Linked DNA regions of Pan troglodytes: region 1 is linked to region 2. A link is a contact called in public capture Hi-C data. All regions are on one chromosome and are shown on one strand. The core of a region is the stretch at or near the end of the contact, and the rest is flanking DNA. Distances in the headings are between cores, read along the strand shown. Region 1 overlaps ERI3 (ERI1 exoribonuclease family member 3). Region 2 overlaps RNF220 (ring finger protein 220).

Region 1 (2,700 bases), core at 176-2,675, 420 kb after region 2:
CACAAGCCCAGGACACAGGGCAGGTGTGTTTCCCAGGGCCCTGGCCCAGCAGTGCCAAGCCTTGTGCCTTGTCACTAGTGATTATGGCCTGGGTCACATCTCCCACACACACGAAAGTGCCGGCAAAGTCACCCTGGCCATGGGTGTGATGAATGGCCGCGCAGTAATGAAATGGAGACATCAAGGCGGGTGGCGGGAAGACAGAGTGTGGCGGACGGGCCGTCCCCACGCGGCAGCAACAAGAAGGATCGCCCAGCGGCCGGGGGCCGTCAAGGGAAAAATTACACATTTACTCTGCCTTTTTCTTACTGCGACGGCGCCCATACATCACCGCTGGGGCTGGGGCGGGACATGCCGGCCAATTTCCAGCATGAATTATGGAACTGAGAAGCATCGAGACCAGGCTTCCTGCCGGCCCAGCATCACCCAGACCAACCTGAAGCTAGGAATGCTGCCACCAGGGGATGGGACCACCCTCTCTAAAGCCTGTGGCTCCTGAATCTGACCCTGCTTCCCACCCCCACCCTTGTAAGAGCACCTGTGGGCATGGAGGGGAAGGATCTGGGGCTGATCTAAATGTCTTCTCTCCTTTTTAGACGACTGCAAGAACATTGCCAACATCATGAAGACACTCGCCTATCGAGGCTTCATCTTCAAGCAGACATCGAAGCCGTTCTGATTGGCCGAGGACAGGATGGGGCAGGACAGGGTAGCTGTTTGGCCCAGCCCAGAATCCTCCTCTCCCTCACCAGAGGGGAAGAGGGAGAGTGGCATAGCTCTGTGTCCAGAGTGTCCCCAGCTGCCCTGTGGGCTCATGCCCTTGGCGTGGGCTTGTGCCCTTGCAAGGGCTTGGCCACTTGGCCCTTCTGGAGCAGACACTTTGTGCCCCCCATCCCCACCCCTCAATCTCAGCCCAGTATCAGCCCCTCCCATTGCGGGCCTGGGCTAGGGGGACCCAGGCACTCACCGCCTCCTCCCTGGTACACAGGCTTCTGTGGGGCCACCAAGCCCCCCCTGTGCCCCCTCCCATCCATAGTGCATGGTGTGTGGTGCCCCCAGGGCTCCAGGACAGATCAGGCCCCACCTTGTGTCTACCCCCATCCCCGCTGTGAACGTGCCACTGAATAAAGTCGGGGAAACGAGGCACTGGGTGTGTGTGCAAAGCCATCTGTGTGTGTGAGGCTGCTGCTGCGCCAACGCTGTCAGGATGTGAAGGTAGGTAGAGCATGCTCCAGACTGCCTCTGTGCACAAAGCCATCCATGTGTGACTGGCCGTCACTGCAGCACCTGTGACACCCTCCCTCAATATGCACACATCTGTGTAAGCACGGCGACTATCAGTACAAGCTGTGTGCAAAGCCATCTTGAGTGTAAACCACAGGTGCTCTGAGGTGCAGGAATTTGGGTGAAACTGGTAGTGGTTAGTGGTCAGAGAGCTGCTAAGGGCCTGAACACAGGCAAACCTATCTGCCACCCTGTGGAGTGGCCGTGACAATCCCCTCCTTGCCCACCCTTCCCACTAGGGGCATCAGAAGTGAAGGAAAGGAAAAGGAAGCAGCCTGGTCCAACTCAGCAGCTCTATTTACATAACAGCGTCGCCCACACCCCGTGGGGCCTCTCACGGCTTCTTGGCTTTCTTCACGGAAGATGAGCTGGAGGCCGACTCCCGTCGCTTTCTCTGAGGATACACAGAAGGCATTGAGGTCAGTGACCCCCCAAGGCCTGAGTCAGGTTTAGTGCATGTGCTTCACAAGCTCAGGGACAAGGACGCCCACTGGTCAACCCACTCCTACCCTCAGTCTCAGACTCGCACAGAAGTGATGATCGTTCCTGCTGCAGGCACTAGAGGGAGAGGAGCCCCTACACCCATGTGCATGTGCTCACTCGCAGGGCCCAGGCGTGCCTCCCAGCCTGTCCAGACTCTTACCGAATTGGGCGTGAGGGGTGCGCCCACCACATCAATGATGGTGTCCTTGGGGTCAGGGCCAAGTCCGGGTTCAGTCACTGCCGGCTCAGCAGAGGCCGGGCCTGGGCCTGATGCTGGTGTGGCAGGGCCCCCTAGCACACCAGCCCGGGCCAGTGCCTCATGACGGTGCCGCAGCATCTGCAGCTCATACTCGCAGTTGGCACAGGCCTGCTTGAGCTCATAGAGCAGCACCAGGTCGCTTCGCAGCTCATTGAACATGTGCACCAGCTCCTCCGTAGGTGTCGGGCTCAGCTCTGCAGGCAGGCGGCAGGCAGCACGGGCAGAGCCCAGGTGTGGTAGAGGGCCAGCAATGTGAACTCCCCTCCCCCTGCCCAACCTATATCCACAGCCTCGGGTGGGTACACCCTATGGGGCCCAGTCCCCACACTCACCCACACCAAGCTCCAGCAGCATCTGTTCCAGGGCCTTGATCTTCTTCTGTCCCACAGAGCTTGGCAGCTTCATCTGCAATGAAAGCTGGCAAGCTAAGCCTGTCCCAGCCACAAGAGGCTTAGGATGAAGGGGACAAAAGGCAGAGGGAAAGACGGTGGAAGAGAGACGGTAACACATGGAGGTTAACTATGGGCCAGAAAAGGAAATAGCCAGGAAGCTGAATATAGTGAAAGCTGCTGTGACCTTAGCCTGGCCACATCACTGAGATCCTGCCAAGGCCACCTCTGTCTGCAGCAATCTCTCCTACTGCTCCATCCCCACCTGCCTGCAGCGTTTGGGAC
Region 2 (2,700 bases), core at 107-2,606:
TACTTTCTTGAAGTAATACCTATTTCCTTTAGTCTTTTCAAAAATCTGTTTCCAGTGGGACCTACCTCAGTGCTCACCTGCTCTGTCTGCTTTTTAATTTTGTCCTAAAATATCAATCCGAGTACTCCCAGGCCTGAGATATCTGGAGCTCCTCCTCAGTAACCACAGGTCCCCATCTCTAAGGCTTGTTGCCCTCAGCCAAGTGTCTCCACCGAAACTCTTGCCCGTTCACTGCTTCCCACAGCAGATTACATTTGAGGTAACCGATCTGATCCATCAGACCAACCTCCAGGGGCCTGGTGGGAAGCTTTGCTGAGGATGAAGAAGAGGCCCTAGTCTGGGAGGAGGGATGGGGGTGATCGGATACAGGAACTTATCTGCAATTCTTCACTTCTTTCATATCTAACAACGACAGCAATCTCTGTTCTGTCAGCACGCACAGCGCAGTTTAAATGGGCCTCGCCACTCGCCTGCTCATCCTGCCTCTGCCTCCTTCTCTCTGAAGTCGGCTGGGCAGCTTCTTCAGCTGGCGTTATCACTCCCTCTAACCGGTCTTGGCAGGCAATCTAATTCCTCCTGAAAAGGTCACCGCCATTTTAACTGCCTTTCAATCACATTAAGCACGCGCTGCCCGGCTTGCAGCCCGGCCCGCCCGGCGGGCGATCAATGCGCTGCACTGACACCAGCCCGCCTGGCGAGGCCACACCCAACCCCCCAAGAGTTAGGGCCTATCAGTCCTGGCCAGGGAGGGTAGGCTGACAGATGGCCAGCTTTTGCAGACAGGGTTTTGGGGGCAGAGGCAGTAGGGATCAGCCAGGGCCTCCCTTTGATAGCCCCCCCACTGAGGAGCCTCAGCCTCCTCCGCTCTACTGCGCCCCGCTCTCTGCCTCGTGGCCCCCGCTGATCTCGCTGTAAAACAGCCTTTCAAGTCTGCCTGTCTTTTGACTGCACTAAGCTGTTTAAGAGGCGGCAGCAGCTTCTATCAGGAAAGCTGGAGCAATTCTCTGCAGATAAAGGCACCTCCGGCCCCTGTTCCCTCTTCAAGTCTCACTCTCATTCTCGCTCTCCAAATCGCTCAAAGAAAAGCCCCCTTTGAACTCCCCTCAGGAATTCTTGAAAGGAACAACCTCACAGTGTAAACACTCAGGGAAAACGGATACCCGCCCGGGGCCTAAGAGCCCCTCACACTGCTCTGCAAGTGCATCCCGGCACAGGGGAAATACTCTTGTCAAATCAGCAGGCCCTTTGCAGCTTTATCCTCCATAAGCCCTGTCTGGTGCCCAGAAGCCATCAGGTCCAGGTCTGTGCCAAGGAACCTAAGAAGTTGCCACAGCAATGGAGGATGTGAGCAGTTGCAGCTGCCAACAGAGCTAACCAGAGCAGCACGTTGAAACTGACCCTGTGTGGCTGCCATCCGACACCCATGTGTCCAACTCATGGGACAGTCGTCAGCCCTGCTGCTCACTCTTCTAGGGCCTCAGATACTCGAAGGCTCCAGTACGGGATGAGTGAAATGGCAAACTAACACTCTCCAGCTCCGGCTCAGGGAGACTGTTTGATCTGACTAACCTTCCTGATTTATGTTTTGGCTTGCCCCCAAACACCTGGGTAATGTGAGAGACGCCCAGAGGCATAATGTCTCATCTGGGCTCTTAGCCCCTTCGTGGAACCAGTCTGCACTGGACGGCCCTGCAGAGACCACTCCTCAGCATCTGCCCAGGTAGCACGGCCCCACGGAGGCAGAGAACTTCTTCCCAGCTGCTGTGAGATTCCCCAGGGACCATACACAGCAGTATTCCCAAAAGTGTTGCCCAGAGAGAGAGGCAGACGGGAAGCAGATTGGCTCACTTAATGACCACAAGCTGCAGTACCAGCTGTGCTTGTGCACAGAAAGAGAGAAGAGCTGGAGGCCAAGAGGCAGACAGCTCCCCTTTTCCCCTGCCCAAGGCTGGGGAGTTTAACAAGTCACTAACCCTGGGCACCCAACCAATTCTGCTGTCTGACCTGGTGGGGGGTGTCAAGCCTTGCTCTTCCAAGGAGCTGGGAGGGCACTGGAGATGGGCAGGGCCCTGCACACTCCTTTGTAGCAACTGGGGAGAGCCCAAGGGAAGGAGGGAGCAGCTGGGCCCAGGCCCCTCTTGCTTCAGGGCAGAGGGCGCCCAGGGAGAAGGGATGGGATCAGAGCTAAAATTAGATTCACCAATGAAGCTCATGGGAGGTCAAATTTTGCCATAACTCACTCTCCTCTGTAACTGATTTCCCTGACATAGGGCTGAAGAGGAGGAGGAGGAAAATCCAATGTGTTTGCCTGGAAGCCCTCAGGGCCCCCAGTGCTGGAGGTGTACAGCAGGTTGCTGGATTCTCATTTATCAGCCTTAAGAGGGATGGAGTGATAAATGCATAACCGTCCCTTTAATATTTTATGCAGGTGCTAACGCGGCTTGGCTGTCACCTTCAATGCATCACCCGAAGCTGAGAGCCCCCCTTCGTCACTCCTAGCTTGCAGCCTCACAATTCCATTTCCCCACCCAAATACATCCATTTTAATATGCACATCACAGGCAGGCAGCACGGTCACAAAGGAGCCCCACCAGCAGCAGTCCCCACGTGGTGGAACGGATGGATGACCAGCCACCAGCCTCGGCCTCTTGGCTCCCAGCAGATGGATACCCAGCAGAGGCCTGGCACCAGAGTGCCACT

The links. Capture Hi-C pulls out chosen DNA fragments and counts their contacts.
Region 1: a contact with region 2 is called in a capture Hi-C map of stem cell-derived neural stem cells, with 2.9 times the contacts expected there. The contact joins two enhancer-like sites. A contact is called at or near these places in 1 of 7 Hi-C or Micro-C datasets (stem cell-derived neural progenitor cells), 1 of 1 datasets of contacts at active chromatin or transcription factors (stem cell-derived excitatory neurons) and 1 of 1 other capture datasets (stem cell-derived neural stem cells).

The regions. Positions count from the first base shown.
Region 1 is chr1:186,745,231-186,747,930 of NHGRI_mPanTro3-v2.0_pri, forward strand. It overlaps ERI3 (ERI1 exoribonuclease family member 3), which reads left to right. Exons shown (of 8, transcript XM_024345228.2): 8 at 597-1,143. The coding sequence ends at 626. DMAP1 (DNA methyltransferase 1 associated protein 1) reads right to left here. Exons shown (of 11, transcript NM_001246459.1): 9 at 2,359-2,431; 10 at 1,928-2,220; 11 at 1,564-1,678. The coding sequence ends at 1,619. Among named protein-coding and RNA genes, the nearest start is that of DMAP1, 7.5 kb to the right of the region's middle. Within about 2 kb of position 1,426, at least 5 of the 24 cell types and tissues checked have an H3K27ac peak or open chromatin away from gene starts, as enhancers often do. A contact at or near this core is called in stem cell-derived neural stem cells, where this site is marked.
Region 2 is chr1:186,329,190-186,331,889 of NHGRI_mPanTro3-v2.0_pri, forward strand. All of the region lies in intron 8 of RNF220 (ring finger protein 220), which reads right to left. LOC104007758 (a long non-coding RNA gene) reads left to right here. Exons shown (of 2, transcript XR_682045.4): 2 at 2,429-2,700. Among named protein-coding and RNA genes, the nearest start is that of ARMH1, 37 kb to the left of the region's middle. Within about 2 kb of position 1,357, at least 3 of the 24 cell types and tissues checked have an H3K27ac peak or open chromatin away from gene starts, as enhancers often do. A contact at or near this core is called in stem cell-derived neural stem cells, where this site is marked.